Linked DNA regions of Mus musculus: regions 1, 2, 3 and 4 are each linked to region 5. The links are chromatin contacts, called in public HiChIP or PLAC-seq and promoter capture Hi-C maps. All regions are on one chromosome and are shown on one strand. The core of a region is the stretch at or near the end of the contact, and the rest is flanking DNA. Distances in the headings are between cores, read along the strand shown.

Region 1 (4,046 bases), core at 1,401-3,900, 540 kb before region 5:
GCGTCAGACGGCATCAGTGCTGAATCTCTTACAGTTGTAGACTGTATGTGTGGTGGAGGTATGAATCTACAATCTGTGTGAAAGATCACTTCAGTGTGTGTGTGTGTGTGTGTGTGTGTGTGTGTGTGTGTGTGTGTGTGTGTGTAGAAGCAGCAGCTGGCAGAGGCTGTAGATATTCACCCCAGATTCTCTCCTTCCCCTTCAGTCTGTGCCTGCTCTTACGAGCCCAGCTCTGATCCAGAGAGTTCTAACAAAGACCCAGGACTCCCGGATATTGCAGGCCTGTTTTGGGTTTCTCTGTTCTGGAGCTGTATTCTCACGTCAGGATTCCAATTTTGAACAATGGAATCTAGACCTTTTGGATACCCTAATTCTGGAATTTGAAACTGGGTTTTAGAATCTGTGTCCTGCATTCTTGGATCTAATCTTCTACATCCCAGGATTTTTGGAGTCTAGAGTCTTTTCTTCTTCCTGAGGCTGGAGACGGAACCTGCACATACTAGATAAAAGCTCTGTTGCCTAGCTCTGTCTTCAGAATCTCAGTGAGAAATCTAAGCAGCTGCTGTACTGAACATTCTGACCCTGACCCCCAGAACCTATACTGTAATTATGAGTTCGAGGACATGGATTACAAAAGCTGAGTTCTGGGTCTGGGTTCTTACTTCTGGGCTCTTATCTCTGTGCTCATCCAGGACCCGTCTCTCTGCCTGGGGTTTCTATAATTAAGCCTTCAACCACAACCCCTAAGGATAGGTGTAGAGGCGCCATTTGACCACCAGGGGCCGCCCTTGATCTAGATTTCACCTAGACTGATCTAGCTGTGGGGCTAAAAGTACTGGTATCACCCAACTTTTTGAGGGGGACTGAGAGTAACTTTCTTATGCTTCTCACCTGAGGACTGATGTCTCTCAGCTCTCACAATTCAACTCTGAATAGTGGGCCCGCTGCCTCCATAGGCCTACAAAAGGGACTCTCAGACACACAGTGTAAGATGTTAAACATTTGAAAAGGCTATGGAGGGCCCCTTGTGACAGCAGTCCCTGTAACCTCTAAAGGTTTGGTTGTTGTTTTGTTGGTTTTTGAGACAGTATCTAGGTAGCCCTGGCTATCTTGGAACTCACAGACACCTACCTGCCTTCAGAGTCCTGGGCTTAAAGATGTACACCACTGTGCCTTAGCTACAAGGTATGATTTTAACTATCATTGGATGATTCTGATGAGGTCCACGAGGTCCAGTGTGTTCTCCAGGACTGTGTCTGTGAGACATTACTCTGACAGGGCGTAGGAGTCCCTGTGCTATGTCATGCTGTGTCTATGATTGCATCGCTATGCCCATAAGGACCATAAGGGCTATAACGTGTGTCCCTGGAGGAAGGCATGCAGGAGTGTCAGGAGCAGTATATGGAAAGGCTGTGCCTCTGCATGAATGATATCTTCTTAGCAGGACAAGGGGGACATTCTGAGAGTATCAAGTTGAGTCAGTGAATAGGCGACAGGGCAGTGGTGACTAGAGACTTGGAGCAGGAATCAGCATTGAATCTCTCAGCCTTTCTCGGGACATTCCCTGTGTCTGGATACATCTGGCTCTACATCTGTCAACCCATGAGTAGACCCACCAGTCTCTCTCTGAACCTGGCTTCATCTAACTTGTGGTCCCACCCCTACCTCATCCTATTGCCAGGCACATCAAGGAGCACAGTGACCCCTCGCCCCCGAGTCTTGGTGCTTTCCTGTTCAAACCTATTCTCTTTCATATCCCTCACTGTTTCTGCCTACTTGGTTTTCTCCTTCTACCCTTCCTCCCGGAAGTCCCTCTCATCTCCCCATTCCTTCCTCTCAGATTCTAAACATTGCTTTTTCCATGTCTGCCTCTCCCACTTGCCCCCTTCTCTGTGTAGGCCAGAGGTTGTCTTTCTCAACTGTTTTCTGTTTCCTCCCTTTTCAGACTAGGTGTAGCTTCATAGCCTTCTCTAACCTGAAACTCACTATGTTGACCCTGTTGGCCTGGAATTTACAAAGCTCTTCCTGCCTGTGTTGGAACTAAAGGTGTTCACCACCACATCCAGCTTTCTACTTTCCTTCCTTTCTTTCTTTCCTTCCTTCCTTCCTTTCTTTCTTTCTTTCTTTCTTTCTTTCTTTCTTTCTTTCTTTCTTTCTTTCTTTCTTTCTTTCTTTCTTTCTTTCTTTCTTCCTTCCTTCCTTCCTTCCTTCCTTCCTTCCTTTCCTCCTCCTCCTCCTTCTTCTTCTTCTGCTCCTCCTCCTCCTCTTAGTCCTCCCCCTAGTCCTCCTCCTCTCTCTTTCTCTTCTTCTTTTTTGGAGGTAGGGTCTATTGCTGAACCTAGACTGGAAGGCTAGCTGGCCGGCATCCCCCCGGAATTCACCTGCCTCCACGTACCCAGTATTAAAGGCACAGGCCAAACTTAGGTCCTCATGTTTGCACTTGGCCAACTGAGCCGCCACCTCAGCTACTCCTCCCCCGACCCTTCCCTTCCTCGCTTTTTTAAGAGACAGGGTCCTGATATGGAACTGACACTAGCCTCAAACTCACGAGCCTCTGCTGCCCTTGCAGGATTTATTTACACGTGTCACCGAGTTGGTCTGTCCCCTTTCCCTTTCTTATAAAACTACTCCACCTTCTCTTGTCCGTGTGTCCCATCCCTAAATCTTGTTCATCTCTGTCTACCTTCCCTATCTTTAACTCTGCATTTCTCCCTTTATCACTGTCTCTCCGTTTTCCTTTCACTCCATCTCTGCTGTCTTTCCTTCTCTCCATCTAGGCCAGCCCGGGTGGGTCCGGGTGGGTCCGGGACAGCTCAGCCAGGGCGCCACGGTGAACAATGCAGCATTCAGGAGGCCGGCCGGCACCATGGCAACGCGCCCGCCCCGCCCTCCCCGCGCGCGGGCCGCGCGTGCCAAGAGGGTGCCATGGTTACATCAGGCGCGTGCCCACCCCGCGCGCCGCCGCGGCCCCGCACGATCTTACAGGACTGGGCCAGAAGGGGGCGCCCGATCTTTGTCTCTGCCTGGAGTCAGAAGGGGCTGCCATCTTCAGAAAGTCCCTTCAGCCCTCAGTGCCTTGGTTTTCCCATCTATAAAGTTCGGGGGGAGGGGGCGGTGGCAGAGATGTGGGAGAGGAAGAGGGAGTTGGGGAGAATGAGGGAGGGAGAGAAGGATAGAGTGTAGGGCTTCGGAGGATAGTTCTATATTGGGCTTCTGTATTTGATAGTTGGTGAGACTGTATATATATGGGCACATTTTTGTCCCAGTGTTTGGGCACTTGTATGTTTTACAAGAAGTTGTTGGGGTCGGTCCATGGTCAAAGAAGAATCCATTGCTGAAGGGGTCTGCAACCCTATAGGTGGAACAACAATATGAACTAACCAGTACCCCCAGAGCTTATATCTCTAGCTGCATATGTAGCAGGGAAAAGAGGCCCCTTGGTATTGCAAACTTTATATGCCCCAGTACAGGGGGATTGCCAGGGCCAAGAAGCAGGAGTGGGTGGGTAGTGGAGCAGGGCGGAGGGAGGGTATAGGGAACTTTCGGGATAGCATTTGAAATGTATATAAAGAAAATATCAAATAAATAAATAAATAAATAAATAAATAAATAAATAAATAAATGAGAATCCATTCCCACAAGTTGTCCTCTGATCTCCACAAGCTTGTCACCATCAGCAGATGACTAGACATGGCTATGGAGAAATAAATAAATGTAATAAAATATAAAAAAGTTGAATGGGGATGGAGCTTAGTGTGCTTAAGGCCTTGGGTTCGATCTCAGCGCCACATACAAAAAGGTGTTGACTTTCAGTCACTATGTTTATGAATTTGGAAATGTGTGTGTGTGTTGTATTTGTACTTCTGCCTGTGATGGTGAGTGTTGGAGACATAATGGTGTGTCTGTGGTCATGTGACTGGGTACCCATGTGGTATGCCTACGTATGTGGTAGGTCTCTGTAGTTGGGGTGCTGTTGCAAGTTCACATTGCCAAGATTGCTACGCTTGGTGTGTTAAATCCGAGTTGACTTGGAGTTTGTGTGTCTG
Region 2 (4,204 bases), core at 1,151-3,650, 530 kb after region 5:
AAGAAAGATACATACATGTGACAGTCAATGAATTGAATTATAATACCATTATAATTAACACGGTAAAAATAAAGATTTAAAGTTATTTAAAATTTAAAAGCTATGTAAGAAACTGACTTTTTTCCAAATAAAATATTTATTTTATTTTTACAAAATGTTTCTTCTTAGTAGGGCAGTGGTGGTGCACGTCTTTAATCCCAGCACTTGGGAGGCAGAGACAGGCGGATTTCTGAGTTCGAAGCCAGCCTGGTCTACAGAGTGAGTTCCAGGACAGCCAGGGCTACACAGAGAAACCCTGTCTCGGAAAAAAAAAAAAAAAGTTGTTTTTTCTATGTGTTCATTTGACAGGAATACTGTGTCTTTATTTTTGTTATTAATTTTCAGTTTGTCCTTTATCAGTTTTGCCTGCTTGTTTTATCTGTGTACCAAGTGTATGCGGTGCCTGGGGAGACCAGAAGATAGCATCGGCTCCCCTGGGACTGGAGTTACAGAATTCTGGGAATCTAACCCTGTTTCCGAAGAGCAGCCAGTGTTCTCATCTACCAGTGATCCATCTCTCCAGCCCCAGTAGCACACATGGTCTGCAACTTCCTTTTATCTTTTCTCTCACACTGTGGATCAGGAGAGCCACAGACTCCCAGCAACCCTCTTGCCTCAACCTCGTGAGCTCTGCCATTACAGGTTGTGCGCCATCATAGTTCGCTACAGTCATCTCTCAGAACTTGGAGTTTATTTTTATTTTTATTCTTTGTTGTTTTGTTTTTGAGACAGAGTTTCTCAGTGTAACAGCCCTGGCTGCCCTGATTCACTCTGTAGACCAGGCTAGCCTCCAAATCACAGAGATCCACCTGCCTCTGCCTCTCAAGTGCTGGGACGAAAGGTGTGCGCCACCATGGCCCAACTTGAACCCAGAATTTACTAAGGTAAAAGGAAGGCCTGACACCCCTGGTAGTTTATGCCTGTGATCCCAGCAGGCTTAGGCTTTGGAGACAGGAAGTCAGGAGTTCAGTGCCATCCTAGGCTACATAGAGTTGAAAGACAGCCTGGGCTGTTTGAGACCAGACCGTGTTTCAGAGAAAAAAAGAAAAAGAAAATCAATATTTTGAAAAATCACTAGATGTGTCTGAGAATGTAGTTCCCTTGGTAGAGTGCTTGTCCAGCATACACAAAGCCTTGGGTTTGGCATTCTTCCCGCCCCCAACACACACACATGAAAAGAAACCATAGTTACACAAGTAACTCAAACAGGAAGCCAGTGTACATCACATGACTCTCTATAGACTGTGGCAAGGTCAGTGCGTGTAACCAAAAAGCCCTGCCGTGGTAAGCCATGTCCCGTGGTCAAAGCTCTCTCTTCCTCTATTTTAAGTCCTTATTACGTTTTTTGTTTGTTTATTTGTTTTGGCTTTTTGAGACAGGGTTTCTCTGTGCAGTCCTGGCTGTCCTGGAACTCACTCTCTAGACCAGGCTGGCCTCGAACTCAGTAATCCGCCTGCCTCTGCCTCTCAAGTGCTGGGATTACAGGCATGCGCCACCACTGCCCGGCCCCTTATTACGTTTTATTTATTGACTTGTTTATTTAGTGTTTGGGTTTGTGTGTGGCACCGTGTGCCCGTGAAGGTCAGAGGACAACTTCCAGGAGTTGGCTCTCTCCTTCCATCATGGAGGTCCTGGGTATCAGAAATCAGGTCGTTAGGTTTTGGGGCAAGTGCCTTTACCCGCTGAACCATCTTGGTAGCACTTCCCTCCCCCACTTTATTATTTTTTATTTTTGCGATAGACTCATGCTTCGTAGGCCTGGCTGGCCTGCAACTCTTAAGTGGCCAAAAACGGCCTCCGGTTTAGCCTCTGCTTTCCAGAGAACGGTATTAGTATAGGCCAACGCAGCCATGCCATGACCCCTTGTCTTTTTGGGCAAGGTCTTTTGTAGCGCGGGCAGGCTTCAAAAGCGACAAAACGGAGGATGAGTTGAACTCCTGATTAGTGCTGGGATTACAGGCTAGCGGTCCTCTGCCGGCTTATGTGGCTTTGAGGCTAGACAGGGCCTCGGGCAGGTTAAGCAAGCACTGCGCACACTGAGCCGCATCTCCAAACCTTGATGTCTCTCGTTCCTGGACAGTCAGCCCGGCAGGACCCTCAGTCCTCTTCTGGTTCTTATTTGGCCCCTGGCTTCTCTGAACTTCAGTTTCTCTCTTGGAAAAGAAGCCGACAAGTCCTGCTGATGGGAAAGGCGAGGGTCGCCCAGGACATCGTTCGGGTGGGAGCTCCACCCAGCTCTGTCCGATGTGCCTGGTCCCCGTCCCAGGACGCCTGAACCACACCACCCAGCTCCCCGCGGGGGCGGGTGTCGGAGCCGCGCGCGGGGGGGGGGGGGGAGGAATGTTGCGTTTGTTCCAGACGCGGGCGCGCGGCGCGCCCTGGGTCTGTTTCCCCGGCACTTTCCTGTTACTTTCCAGCGGGGAGGACAGTTCCGGGGAGGGCCCTGCTCACGCCCGCTGCATAAAAGCCCAGCCCAGCCGGCCGCCACAGCCCTCTATCAACCCCAGACGCTGTCCGTTCCGTGCCGCGCCACCATGAGGGGCGTCAGATGCCCCGGCCTGCTTGGTGAGACCTCGGGGTTGCGCGGAGCCGGGAGGGAACTCGCGGGACGTGGCCAGGAGGGGCAGGGACAGTCGAAGCCGGCGCACCTGTGCGCCCCAGAGGGCTCTCCAGGGGGTGTCAGATCCTAATGGGCTTGAGTGTTGCCAGTTTGGAGACTAAGAGGGAGAAACTGAGGCACGGGGGCAGTTAAAGAGGGTAACAAAGCAGGCATGGTGTCACAGGGCATTAGGGAGGCTGAGGCAGCAGGGTCACCAATTTCAGGTCAGCTTGTGCTACACAGCAAGACCCTGTCTCAAAAGAACAAAAGAAAAAGAAATGCAGGCTAGAGGCTGGGGTGGTGCCGAGGTCAAGAGCATTAAGAGAGGACCTGGCTGGGTCCCAGCACCTATATGGTGGCTCACAAGTGTCTGTAACTCCAGTTCCTGGGGATTCACACTGTCTTCTGCATCCACGGGCAACAGACATGCAGTGCACAGACATACATGCAGTGTACAATAATACATGCAGTGCACAAACATACATGCAGGCAAAACACATACAGTTTAAAAAAAAAAAAAGCTAAAAAGAACTGTAGGTTAAAGTACACTTTGCAAACTGTTGCCCAAACAGACGCTCTCAATGTGAAGAGAAACCCACGTGAGGGTGCCCATTTCTTCGAGGGTGGGAACTCCCCCTGCCCCAGTCTGTCCCCTGCTGTCTCCGTGCCAGGAACAGGCAGAGAATCTCCTTGGGACTTGTCTGGGACGGAGCTGCTGGCTGAAAGGAACTTACCAGGCTGTGGTTTGAACTTGGCTTTCATCATGACTTTCCCGCCCCACCCTGGGTGCCTCAACCGTTGTTTGATGGCTAAGTCACCTAAGTAACTTGACAACAAACAGTGAAAAAATGGAACGGGGCACCAGCTGGAGTTACCCCAAGATATGGAACTTGGGGCACAAACTGGGGTCACCCTAACCACAATGACTGGCCTGAGTGCTAGTGACAGGTGGCAGGCAGCTCAGTAGCCATGGACCTAGAACCAGGAAATAGAGTCCCAGGGTGTCACAGTTGGTGGCAAACAGCTGCAGGGGCCTGCCTGGCTGTCACTAAGCTGGGTCACAGTGACTTTGGGCTGCACTTTCCTCCTCTGTAAAATGGAACAAGACCAGCTGTATTTTACCATATTGTTTCAAGGGCCAAGAGTTTGTGTACAAACTTTCTGGTTTACAGTTTGAATTAACTGAACATGTGGGTGTGGTGTCTGTGTCTGCTATCAGAGTACCTAGCGAGTAGAGGCAGGAGGGTCAAAAGTTCAAGGTCATTCTCTGCTGTATACTGAGTTTGAGACCACATGATACCTTGTCTTCAAAACCAACCAAGCAGCCTCGCTAGTTGGATTCTCAGGTTTTGAATCCCAGTATTAGAGAGGCGGAGGCAGGAGGCTTCCATGATCCTGGGAGTTGGAGGCCAACCTGGTCTACATAGTAAGTTCCAGGCCAGCCGGAACTACACAATGAAATACTGCAGGAAGCACAAAGGCTGCCCTACCCCCACTTCTGGATTCTCTAAGCAGGAGTCCCTTGGCTCCAGTCTGAGCTTGGGAAGTTGAACCAGATGTGTCTGG
Region 3 (4,046 bases), core at 778-3,277, 570 kb before region 5:
AATCCCCTGGCCAAGCCAAGGATGAGCTGTAGAGGCCACACCACCTGCCTTCAGGGCTGGACTGAGGCCTGAACACCCTGCCGCAGAGCTGGCTGCTCCCAATAATGTCTCTATGAGACTCAAGAACTTTTCATTTTTTCCAGGCAGGTTCAGATCTGGGGTAGATTCTGATTTTGTTCCCCTGCCTCCCCCATTACCCCCCCCCCTTTTTTTTTTTACTGGTGTTTGTCTTTAATTCTCCTTCAGCCCTCATCTGGTTTCTCATTTTTGAATCAACATCTTTTCCTTCTGTCCCTCCCTTTCTCCATCTTTTGGTCACTACCCTCCAACTCTAGGAACAGGGGTGTAGAGGAGAAGCCCTAGGCTTGAGATTTCATCTGCTCTCCTTCCTGCATCTCAGAGGAGGGCAGGAGAAGGGGGTGGTGTTTTCCCTCCCCCCGCACTGAGGAAGAATGGGGCTCTTCTCATCCCCTTTCTCCCTTGCCCCCAGGACTGGGCCACTTGTGGGGCAGCCAGTTCTAGCACAGCTCACACTGAGAGTGTAAGAACTACAAACAAAATTTCTATTAAATTAAGTTTTGTGTCTTCCCTATTGTGTCTCCTTCTCTGGGAGGATGTACATCAGGAGCTAAAAGCAGCCTTTCTCAGGTGCGGGTGACGTATGTTTCAGCTACTGGAGTTTGCAGAGTCTCAGAAATGTCATTTATATGTATCCCATAGTCTCTAAATGGGAGAGTAGCCATCAGGTCTTGATCCTAAACTCATAGACGTGTAAGTTTTGATTCTAGCACAGACCTCATTGACAGACTGACTAGAATTTAGTGAATTCAAATATTAGCCATCTTGGTTAAAAGTGGGATGGATCTGTTGGACTGACACCTAGGAAAGCTGAGCAAAGTTCACAGTAGTGGGGTGCATGCTGGTAGATAATAGTCAAAGGGACTGACTGAGCTCAGGGACAGTGATCTACTTTCCCCAAGGGCCCATGGTTCTAGGACTGAGCTGATAAAGATAGATTCCAGGATTGGGTTATGTAGTTCAGTTGGACACTTAGCTAGCATGGCCTGGGTTCCATCCCCACCACAAGGAAAAGAAGAGACTCATTGTTGAGTCTCAAGGCTGCCTTTTATACTCTAGTGTAGTAGGTTGAAGAATGGGCAGGAGGAAGCCTGTGTTCTTCACAAGAAAGTTGTGATCTAGCTTTCAATTCTGGAGTCTAGACTCAAGTGAAGGGAGGGAGGCAGGCCTTGGTTAATTGCCTGATCATTGGTGTGGATAGAAACACTGGGCAAAGCAAGCATCTAAGAGGATGGTGATGTTAGTTCTGTTTGAGAGTCCCTTAAATCACCCTGATGAACTGCCCTATCCTGAGTCTGACATTTTCATTACTTTTTGGTATGTGAGGGTGGTCTAAAGCTTCATGAATACTACCCCTTCCCCCCACGAAAAATGTAGGTACCTTAAGAGTTGGTGTAAGTAAGGAAAATTTATGGAGGGGAGAATTACATATTTAATATAAAAGAACCTTGAAAATGTTTGGATGAATAGGTAGGTCATTGCAGGATTACAAAGATGTGGGGAACTCATGAACTAGAAGTGTAAATTTATTCCAAAAATTAAGATGGTCCTTGAAAATGGGGTCACATAGTTGCCCTCCTCTACATTGATTGATGGTAACTTCTAGGCAGTCCTCTGCTAAGATTCCTTTTATTTTGACCAGATCCAAATTGGGTCACTTGAAATAGGCAGAATGTATGAAAAATAACTTAGGAGCAGAAATCTACAACAAACACCTTAAAAACTTTAAAAGTCCTTAGGAGCCATTTTGTGGGTATAATGACATCACTGTTAGCAGAAATGATGTCACCAAGACAGCGGAATGCTGGTGCACACAGCAAAAGCTCACAAAGCTAAGATTGCGCATGTCTAAGGTAAGGTGCAGCCGCGCATGCTCTAGAGGTCGAGGAGGGTGTCACCGGCGCTGACGATCGGCGGGCGCTGCACACTTGCCCCGGAAGTGCTTGGCGCGGCGCGGCTGGGCGCTAAGATGGCGGCGGCGTGAGTTGCATGTAGTACGAGGATCCCGGGGCTGCCGCATTGCTCCGGCCCCGCCATGGCCGTCACCATCACCCTTAAAACGTTGCAGCAGCAGACCTTCAAGATCCGCATGGAACCTGACGAGACGGTGCGGGCCGGAGCCCGGGGGCGGGAGCGACCGGGTGCCGGGGTGGGTGGGGGCAGGGATGCCGGGATCCAACGGGAGGGGCGGAGAGGACGCCGTGGCCAGGCCCTGCCCTCCCCCAGCAGCCCGACCTCCTCGGATCCCCCCGATCGGCCCTGCCCTGCCCCGGCGGCTCGGGCGCTGTTCCCGGGCCAGTCCCTGGGAGTTCCCAGGTCTGGCTCCCGTGTCAGCTGCGGGCTCCGCGTTCCCAGCCTGCAAGCTGCTCAGGTGGCACAGTTTGCCCTCAGTGCCAACGAGGTGCCGACTGGTGACTACAATGATGATAATAATAAATGGTCTTAATCTTAATAGTTTTGGTGGTCCGTCTTTGTTGGCCGTTTATTCTTTACCAGTTTATTCTTTACCAGAGTATTAGTGTCATCTTGCTGAGTCTGCAAAACAGTGTTGTCGTTTGGGGACTCCTGACTTTCCCCTTTTGACAACCACGGAGTTAAGGAACTTTGCCACGGTCACAGCCAATAATGACAGTGACAAGATTTTTTTTTTTCTCCATTTCACATAACAGCAGCCTAAACATGCTGTATGAACTTTTGTTTGGTTTTGCTTTTTGAGAGTGGAGTCTAGTCTTGTTCTTCTGGGCTCATGTGAACCTTCTTTACTTAACCTCCAAGTAACTGATATTGCTGTCTTGGGCCACCTCCCCTAAACCTTCTCAAAACATAGGTTGAAGCCATTGGTGTACCCTCAGTGAAGTCTAAGCTTGGTAGTCATGTTCATAATCTCTGAGCAGAGATTACCTGGAGTTCTAGGCCAGCCTGGGCTATGATGTTTTAGGCAAGCCTGGAGTTGAGTACAGAATAAAATCCTGTTCCAAAAATGGAGGGAAGAAAGATGACCTCAGTAAGTACAGAAAAGTTACTGTTTGAGGCCAGCGATGGATACACCGTTTCATTTTCTTATTACTGTTTCCCCTCCTAACCACATCCCATTGGAAATACAAGTTTGCTTTTCTTCTCACATCAGTGTCTTCTTCATGAGAACACTGACTTGTGTTTGTTCTGTTCCACAGGCCTCTGTAAAACAAGTTGTAAAACAGGTTGGGGATGGAGCTTTTGAATATACAAGGCCTGAGCTAGGGGTCTGTCCCCAAACCACCACTACCATTACACACACACACATATACACACACGGTGAACAGTTCCCGTGTCTGGCATGTAATAGACTGCTGTCAGCTCGATAGATTGAATAGGAATCTCATAGGATTGAAAGCAAAGCTTTTTCTCTAAACAAAAGGGAAGAAGAAGGGAACCTAAGGGTTCGTGATGGTCATTGTATTCTATTTGAAATGGTCTCACTATATAGTCCTGGCTAGCCTGGAACTTAAAGAGATCCACTTGTCTCTCCTAAGTGCTGGGATTATAAGTGTGCACAACTATGCCTGGATTTCACTGAGGGTGTCTTGGTGTGTTAGTGCTATTTATAAATGCACGCACACTGTACTATTAAACTTCTGTGTTTAATACCTGTACTCCTTACTCTAGGTAAAGGTGCTGAAGGAGAAGATAGAAGCTGAGAAGGGTAGAGATGCTTTCCCCGTGGCTGGACAGAAACTCATCTATGCTGGCAAGATCTTGAGTGACGATGTTCCCATCAAGGAATACCATATAGATGAGAAGAACTTTGTGGTTGTCATGGTGACCAAGGTGGGGAGATTAGCTGGGATGCTGGCAAAGAGCTTGTATGCCCAGGAGAGATTAGCCTTAGGCAGGGTGGGGCCATGATGGGGCAGGGTGGCAAGGCTTGATAGGGATGCTGCTTGCCTGATTCTCGTTTCTTGTTGTCACAGGCCAAAGCTGGCCAGGGT
Region 4 (3,770 bases), core at 306-2,805, 570 kb after region 5:
TTATGAAAGCAAGGGGCGTCTCTCTTTTATCAATCTGTAAAAAGGAAGTTAGATGACTAGTGTGGCAAGCTATTTAACTCACTCCACCAACATTTGAGCTATAATGAGGGTGTCAACTTGCTGAAGCAGCGAGTGGCAAGTGACCAAGGGCGGCAGGTGACACAGGACCTGGTGGGCTCCTCCTGGAAATGTCTAGACTTTAGGCTCCGTTGGTATGCGGTTTGGGGAAGAGACTGTAAGGAGGAGGCGGCTGGGGGACAAGGAAGGAAGCCTCTACTGTAGTCTTGAGAGTTCAGTGATGGAGTATTGGGCCTGTTCAGGGCTTAGGAAGATGAGTTTGGGTGCCCCCCCCAAATGATAGGGTGCAGAAGAAAAGCCATCCTGTAAGTCACTCACTGGCCACCACACATTTGGCTTGGCATGTGTGGTACATGCACGTGAACACACTCAATAAATGGTATAAAGATTAAAATAGGAGTTGAAGAGATAGAAGCAATACTACTCTTGTAGAAAACTCAAGTCTGGACCCAGCACCCAGGTGGTGCAGTCCACAAACAGTTTATAACTTCCTTTTAGGGCATCCCATGTCTTCTTCTGACCTCCAGAGGCACCCACACACATGTGCATAACTCACACAAAGAAACACATATATACACATGCAAGAAATTAAATATGAGTCTTTTCTAGCAAATAGTATAAGATTAGTCTTTTGGACAGTAATTAAAATCATTATCTCTCCTACCTTATAGGACTTTTAAGGAGATGTTTTAATCCTCCTCACCCAGTAAAACTTTTGTTTATACAAAGCGCCCCCCCCCCCCCCGCTCCATTCTAGGAAATTGATCGCTTGGAGCAGTGACCCCTTTCCCCTTCAATTTCCTCTGCGCCAATTTTCTCAGACTAGCCAATTGAATAAGACTGCGAGGTCACCTGAGTTAGAATAGAAACCATATGCACTTCCTGTCTTCTCTTTGCTTTTCCGCAGCGCACTGTCTTGATGAAGAGTAAAGTTTGCCTTGTTCGGACATTTCATTTTGAAGGATGGTCTCTTTCTTTGCCACCCCGAAACTTATTCCTAACACACATGAATCAAAATAAAGTCTTTAAAAAAATGAGCTAAAAGTGACAACTGCTGGCATTTATTGTGCACTTGGGATCTATACACTTGCCCTACTCTTCCTCAAGTTTTACAGACATCCTAGTCCTGAGGGGTATTGTGTTCCCCCAAGGCCCAGGACACTGGGATTTGAAGTCAGGCTCTCCCTGTGTTTGCCTCCCGGGAAACGGGAGGGAGGATGCCTCTGTGCAGCTGGGCCGTGTGTGTCGAGGGTGGTGGTGGACGGTGACCATTGCATTCAAAGGGGTTGGAGGCGGGGGACAAGGCCTCTGAGGCTCGCGGTCGCTTAGGCCCGCTCAGAGTCCCCTACGCTACAAGGAGCGCTTGCCGCACCCCACAGCCAACAGGGACCCTATTTCCCCGCTGCAAGCCCCGGGGGCCGCCGGGAGCCCCGCCCCCGCCCCGCCTCCTCCCCAGGCGCGGACCTCGGCGCTCACGTGACCCACCCTGCAGCCGCTGGGGCCGGAGGGCGCAGCTCGGCGGAGGCCTGGCCAGGCCGGGCCGAGCGCAGCAGGCCGGAGCGCGCCGCGCGCCTGGGAGGGTCTGGGCGCCGCGCCTCCCGCCGCACCCGCCCGCGCGCTCGCAAGCCCTTCCTTGGCGCTGGGACCCCTGGCGGGCGGCCGGAGGACATGGCCGGCGACGCCGTACAGGTAGGCGACTTGTCCGCACCCGCGGGGCGGCCAGAAGGCGCGGAGGACCCCAGGCACGGGTAGAGTCCCGGACGAGGTCCCCATCGGGAGCCCGCGCGGGCCCTTGTAGCAGGTGGAGGCGCCGACCGGGTCGGAGGAAGGGGTGCTGTTCGGGATTCTACCCCAGCATCCCCTCCTTTGGCCCTCCCCGAGAGTCAGCGTGTGTAGCGGGGTCCCCACTTCGGTGTCCGAGGCTAGCTGCGGATCCCGGTGCCTGTCGTCCCCACATCCTACTCTGGGTCCTGCAGCGTTCGGTTTCTGTCAGGTGCCGCTTCACCTGGAGCAGGTGCCTGGCACCCTGCCCCGGACCGGAGGAGTGCCCGGCCCGATCCCCTCCCCCGCACAACAAAGCCCGGGCCACCCCCGCCTGCAGACGTCTTTACGATGGTCTTGACGCCACCCAGATGGGCACCTGTTGGAGGAAGTGTCTAAGTCACTTCACTAGGCCTGAGGCCGGGTTCCTCCTTCCGCCTTGTTCCCCATAACCACCCTTCAGGCTGACAGATGGAGCTGTAACCCAGGTGGGGCGTGTCCTGTCACACAGACAGGAAGGATTTTATGTCTGGAAGGTGACAGGGCTGGGTCTCTACTCCCTCGCAACAGACACCTGTGACTGGCATCTGCCAGCCACATGGCCTTCCCTGTGTGACCTGTTGGGCGTTACTGAAGCAGGGTCAGGGTCGGGGTGACTGACTCCCCACTCTAATTCAGTGGCCCAAAATCTGAGATCTTTGTATCTTTGTGGCTCCATTAATTCGTCACCATGCAGTCCATTGTCCTGTGTAACTGGTTCTCATCTCCTTCTACACCTGCCCCCATGTCTCCCCTGTACCCTTCTGTACCCGTCTTCCCCAGTCCTGCTGATGGCCTGCCGGCCTTGCCGAGGAGCTGGGCGTATCTGGTGCTGCCGATCTCACAAGGTCAGACCTCCAGGCTGATGCACCGGTGCCGGCTCCCCTTCAAGCCCACTGAGGGCTGTGCAGGGCTGTCCCAGTACATGCATGTGCTTGGTGTGTCCCGAGTAGGACGCACATGGAGGCTGTGATTCCCAGAATGAGGCTGGACCTACATCTTGGTCCCCGTCCCGTCTTCTCCCTTATGTTCATTCCCGCTTGGACTTGCTGCCTGGTTCCACCGTCTCCGTGCCTGTCTGTTCTGTGTCTGGCAAACGGATGTCCTGTCTAGATTCTGGAAACGCCCCAGGCATTGAAATCTCAGGAAGTGGGGTTTTGGGTTCCTAGCCACTTTGCCAAGAGGGTTTCCCCAAGGTGACAGTTCTTGGTCTGCTGTCTGCAGATCTGTAATGGCAGGTGGAGAAGCTGACCTTCTAATTCCTCAAGACCAGGCCAGGCGTTTGCCCTGCTGCCCTCAAGTGACTCCTTGTCCCTGGGCAGAAGTGAGTCACCGAGGAGGAGGACCCAGGAGGCCCTGCCTCCCTGCCTGCATGCTTTTCACATTCCCAGGCCTTCTCTGCTGGAGGTGGGGCCAAGGACCTTCACCTCTCCTCTTTGCTTGAGCTGGCCCTGCTCCTGGCTGTGTACCTGCTTTGCCTGCTGGGTTGGGGGCGCTGGTGGGCGACAGTGGGTGGGGCCTGGTCATGACAGAGTATTGTTCAGTGAGGCCAGGTTTAAATACCAATGCTGCCTTCCCTAATGAGTTCTTGGGTCAAACACTTTTACCTTACAGAGTCTTGTTTCTGTTTTGGAGGAGGCAATGGGGTTAGGAATGGTATGAGGGTCTGGTGGTGGTAGTGCACACCTTTGATTCCAGGACTTGGGAGGCAGAGGCAGGGGGATCTCTGAGTTTGAGGTCAGACTGGTCTATAGAGTTCTAGGACAGCCAGGGCAACTCAGAAAAACCCTGGGTGGGGGTGGGGAGGTGGGGGGAGTGAGGGTGAGATGATGGCTATGCAGAGAGAGGTGGAGCCTCAGCCAGTTCTGTGCTTCTCTGACACCTTTACTTTG
Region 5 (4,020 bases), core at 1,130-3,629:
TGCCTGGAATTGGCCAGTTCTTGGAGACAGAGATTTAGGCCTACTCTCCTTAACTGCTAATTTGAAGCCTGCCATGGAGTCAGATTGTCTCAAGACAGAGATAGAAACCCACACAGAGAGAAAGAAAGAGGTGGGGGAGAGAGACGGGGGAGAGAGGGAGACTGGGAGTATAGCTGAAATAGCAATATTATAAGGAGAAAGACTGGCTAGGGGTGGGGAAGCCTGTGAGCTGGGGAGAGTTTAGGGTTGGGGAAGAGATGATAAGGGCCAGGGTGGACACGTGTAACAGGCACTTGTGGTACTCAGGGAGCCTGGAGGCCAGCATGTACTTTGGTGTGGTAATAGGCACCACAAACAGTCATTTGTGCCTCTGACTTTTGGAATTTGGGGAAATGGACTTTTTCTGGACCTGACCACACAAAGACTGTCATCCTGGGATTCCTCCCACGGACGCTCCAACTCCTGATAGCTCAGCCTTAGTTGCTCACACCCATAACAAGAACCCTGCTACTGCTGCTACAGCATAAAGTACACTAACACCCTACAGGAAAGGCCGGCTTATCGGCTTTTCGGAAATGCCTCCTCTGATGCTCCCCTCAGGAGGGTTAGCTTCATGCATGCCTGGCTAACTCACTCCTCCCAAGTCATCTCTGAATTCGCGGTTCCCCCTCTCTCACTGCCACAGACTTTTTCCTGGGAGGATACAGCACACAGACATCTACTCATCCTTGAAAGAGAACCCACACAGACCAAAGTAACCATTGCACTGAAGTCTGATGTCCTACAAACGACATCCTACCAGGGTTATAAACAGGAGTGTGTGTCAGGGTTGCTTATAAGAAGGGTTGACTCAAAAGCAGGCCCTAGAGTCTCTGCTCACACTGTGAGTCCCCTCGCCCTGTCATTGACTCTTTATATAAAGCTGAGCTCAGGGGCCTTCAAGAATCTTCCATGTTACTAACCTTTTATTTTTTAATAGACCTGGCAGAAATGAAGATATCTAGAGAGACTCGTCCCCACATCTCTCAATCTATCAGACCATAAAATAATGAACTCCAAAGAAATGGGAATTTCCCCAGGAATCTCATGGTGGGCAAAAGAAAGGGCGCCAGCCAGAGGGGGAAGAGAAAGTCTTCTGGAAAGAGATTTCACCCAGTTCTAGGTTTTGCAGACCAACTTACAGGATGAGACTGAAGCCCAGACAATGGTGGGTCAATGGTGGGCGGGACCACACCTTGACCAAGACTGCTTAGATGTGAGATCCTTGTACCTTTAAACCATGATCTCACACCAGAACTTAAGAGTGTCCCTTCCCCGAATCGCTTTCTAAAGTGCCACCATTGAATAAACCTCTTTTTTTCTGCTTTCTACTTTTTTGGTGGGGGTGGGGGGGCAGATTTTTTTCGAGTCAGGGTTTCTCTCTGTAGCCCTGGCTGTCCTGGAACTCACTCTGTAGATTCAGAGATCCACCTGCCTCTGCCTCTCTAGTGCTGCGATTAAAGGCGTGTGCCACCGTCCCCCGGCTTTGCTTTGTACTTTTTGTTTTGGGTTTTTGTTTTGTTTTGTTTTTTGAGACAGGGTTTCTCTGTATAGCCCTGACTGTCCTGGAACTCACTTTGTAGATCAGGCTGGCCTCGAACTCAGAAATCCACCTGCCTCTGCCTCCCAAGTGCTGGGATTAAAGGCGTGAGCCACCACGTCCGGCATTGCTTTGTACTTTTAAGATTTATTTACCTGAACAGGTGTTTTGGCTGCATATATGTATGCACCACATACTTGCCCAGAGACCTACAAATATCCCTCTGACTCTACTTCCCTCAGTCGTGGCACACTAGCACTCACCCACACACATACATATGTATTTTTTTGAGACAGTGTACTCCTGACAGGCCTTTGATTATGTAGACTACCTGCCTCTGCCTCCAGAGTGTTGGGATTAAAGGTGTTGGCCACCACGTCTGGTCATAAACATAATTTTTTAAAATCCATAAATAAATAGCCTGGGCTGTATTGGTAATCCCACTACTTGGATATCACAAGGCGAGTCAGAAATTCAGAGTCATCTTCAGCAATATAATGAGATGCAGGGTCAAACTGGGATACAAGAAAACCGGTCTCAAACGTCAGTCAAATCAAAGCTTAAAAATGACGAATCAGCTCCTTCGAAAACGCAACCGCCAGGGAGGGCTGGGCGGTGCCAAAGTAGATCTTCCGGGAGGAAGCCATCTCCAATTGGACCACTCCCGGTGGGCGGGGCTTCTAACGGCTAGACAGGCCTGAATTGGTCAGTCTGCAATAGCCTCAGCCAATCAAGATGACGAAAGTGCCTCGCTCCAGCTTGCGCAGGCGCTTTTGGGCCGCAGAGGCGGGCGCTCTGCGGGTTCCTGGCTCCGGGTGTGCTTCCGGGCTGGTGGAGGCGTGACGTCAGGGAGAGGGCAGGTAGGTACGGGGTGAGGACCGGTCCGCGACGGCAACGGGGGTGGCAGGTCCTCAATCCCACCACTGCGTCCTGGCACGGGAGATGCTGTATCTGCGGACGCGAGCGGGTTCCCAGGGCCCAGCCTCCGTTTTAGGCCAATGGCACCTCTAGGCGTCTTCATGCTGAAGATGAGCCCTCCTAGCCTGAATTGAAACATAGTGCTTGGGAACAGTAGCTTGGGGGCCGGCAAGGTGGCTTAGCTGGTAGTGGCGCTTGTGGCCAAACCTGACAACATGAGAGTTCGACCCCTGAGCATGTTGAAAGAATCGATTCTTGTAGGCTGTTCTCTGATCTACATTCTCACTTCGTTGCACACTCTGCCAACACACGCAGAACAAATAAATGTAATTTGTAAGGGGCTGGCGAGGTGGCTCCGCGGTTAAGAACTTGACCTGCTCTCTAGCAGAGGACCAGGGTTCAGTTCCCAGAGCTCACAGCTGCCTGTATCTCCAGAGAATCCAACCCTCTACCCTTTCCGGTCACCTGAACTCACTTCTGCACACACATACACATAACAAAAATATTTTTTATAGTTGTTAGTAAGTAGGAGAAATTTGAAATTGTCACTTTTCTTTGTCCCATGCCTGTTCTTCTCAATACTTAACACCTGTCATGACTCCCAAAGGCAGTCTCAGCGGCTGAATCCTTTAGAAAACTTTTTTTTTTCCCCAAATGGAGAAACTGGGATCCAGGTAGCCCCTGGCCCAGAGTCAGGCAGCTAGGAAGCAGCAGAGAGGAGATTGATGCCCAAGCTGTGGTCTGCTGTGGCATTTGAGGTCAGGAATGACCCTTGGCACAGAAGAGCCCCTGTGCATCCACCTGAGCAGACTGGGTGTAATCTGGCTGTGATACTACCTGTGGTGATTAGCCATTTAAGACTTCAGAAGCTGAGGCTGGAAGATCTGGAGTACTAGGCCAGCCGGGATTACACAGAAAGGCATGTCTCCAAAACAAACATGTTCAACATTGTAAAGCAGACCCCAAGCACATAGCACTTCAAGCTGGGTGTCCACACTACCAGCCCATACACTTTTTCATTATAGCAAACCCCAGAGTCACTCCCGCTCCCATTTCCCTCTGTTTTTAATTTTTGTTTGTTTTGATTTTGCTTTTTGAGACAGGGTCTTCCTGTCTGGTTCTGGCTAGCTTGGAACTTGGCTTTGTGGACCATACTGGTCTCGAACTCAGTGTGTACCCTCCTGGTTCCACACACACACACACACCCCGAATGCTGGGATTAAAGGCATACACCATCACTCCCTGGTCTGTATTCTCTTCTGACAGGCGATGAGCAGGCACTCCACAACAGTCAGACCCAGGTCCGCAGCTGGTAAAGAATGGAGCTTGAATTTAAACTCAGGTAGCTGTGCCTCGCAAACCTGGCTGGGCATTGAAGTACTTGGCCACCAAAGGTATCTGGGTCAGGACGTGTGATGATGACTCAGTAGGTGAAGACACTGACACCAAGCCTGGCTATCTGAGTTCCATCCCCCATGTGGGGGAAGGAGAGAGTTAACTCCTCCTCTGACCTGCACACAATG

Evidence for each region. Promoter capture Hi-C pulls out the DNA fragments that hold promoters and counts their contacts. HiChIP or PLAC-seq counts read pairs in DNA pulled down with a chosen protein or histone mark.
Region 1: a contact with region 5 is called in an H3K4me3 HiChIP or PLAC-seq map of craniofacial prominence, with 4 times the contacts expected there. The contact joins the enhancer-like site here to the promoter of Ccdc130 in region 5. A contact is called at or near these places in 1 of 39 promoter capture datasets (cranial neural crest), 1 of 15 datasets of contacts at CTCF or cohesin (embryonic stem cells), 9 of 484 Hi-C or Micro-C datasets (cerebellum, cerebral cortex, embryonic stem cells and 1 more), 3 of 115 datasets of contacts at active chromatin or transcription factors (craniofacial prominence, embryonic forebrain and embryonic midbrain) and 1 of 9 other capture datasets (liver).
Region 2: a contact with region 5 is called in a promoter capture Hi-C map of pre-B cells, with 3 times the contacts expected there. The contact joins the promoter of Adgre5 here to the promoter of Ccdc130 in region 5. A contact is called at or near these places in 8 of 39 promoter capture datasets (the HPC-7 cell line, HPC-7-derived erythroid cells, cranial neural crest and 5 more), 1 of 484 Hi-C or Micro-C datasets (pre-B cells), 3 of 115 datasets of contacts at active chromatin or transcription factors (bone marrow-derived macrophages, large pre-B cells and pro-B cells) and 1 of 9 other capture datasets (adipose tissue).
Region 3: a promoter capture Hi-C map of pre-B cells shows a contact between it and region 5, with 2.9 times the contacts expected there. The contact joins the promoter of Rad23a here to the promoter of Ccdc130 in region 5. A contact is called at or near these places in 22 of 39 promoter capture datasets (the 3T3-L1 cell line, 3T3-L1-derived adipocytes, the C10 cell line and 15 more), 7 of 484 Hi-C or Micro-C datasets (CD4 T cells, CD8 T cells, LSK cells and 4 more), 16 of 115 datasets of contacts at active chromatin or transcription factors (the NIH/3T3 cell line, astrocytes, bone marrow-derived dendritic cells and 12 more) and 3 of 9 other capture datasets (adipose tissue, liver and pancreatic islet).
Region 4: a contact with region 5 is called in a promoter capture Hi-C map of pre-B cells. The contact joins the promoter of Pkn1 here to the promoter of Ccdc130 in region 5. A contact is called at or near these places in 4 of 39 promoter capture datasets (cranial neural crest, embryonic stem cells, maxillary cranial neural crest and 1 more), 4 of 115 datasets of contacts at active chromatin or transcription factors (bone marrow-derived macrophages, double positive thymocytes, large pre-B cells and 1 more) and 1 of 9 other capture datasets (liver).

What each region holds. Positions count from the first base shown.
Region 1 is chr8:84,809,980-84,814,025 of GRCm38.p6, reverse strand. No RefSeq gene overlaps it. Among named protein-coding and RNA genes, the nearest start is that of Dand5, 11 kb to the left of the region's middle. Within about 2 kb of position 2,650, at least 121 of the 459 cell types and tissues checked have an H3K27ac peak or open chromatin away from gene starts, as enhancers often do. A contact at or near this core is called in cerebral cortex and craniofacial prominence, where this site is marked.
Region 2 is chr8:83,739,507-83,743,710 of GRCm38.p6, reverse strand. It overlaps Adgre5 (adhesion G protein-coupled receptor E5), which reads left to right and starts at 2,400. Exons shown (of 20, transcript NM_011925.2): 1 at 2,400-2,604. The coding sequence starts at 2,574. It overlaps Gm46046 (predicted gene, 46046), which reads right to left and starts at 2,425. Exons shown (of 2, transcript NR_168527.1): 1 at 2,095-2,425.
Region 3 is chr8:84,838,633-84,842,678 of GRCm38.p6, reverse strand. It overlaps Rad23a (RAD23 homolog A, nucleotide excision repair protein), which reads left to right and starts at 2,027. Exons shown (of 9, transcript NM_001297606.2): 1 at 2,027-2,185; 2 at 3,724-3,885; 3 at 4,029-4,046. The coding sequence starts at 2,114. It overlaps Calr (calreticulin), which reads left to right. Exons shown (of 9, transcript NM_007591.3): 9 at 1-591. The coding sequence ends at 32.
Region 4 is chr8:83,696,964-83,700,733 of GRCm38.p6, reverse strand. Pkn1 (protein kinase N1) reads left to right here and starts at 1,555. Exons shown (of 22, transcript NM_177262.4): 1 at 1,555-1,767. The coding sequence starts at 1,747.
Region 5 is chr8:84,268,761-84,272,780 of GRCm38.p6, reverse strand. Ccdc130 (coiled-coil domain containing 130) reads left to right here and starts at 2,379. Exons shown (of 10, transcript NM_026350.3): 1 at 2,379-2,439.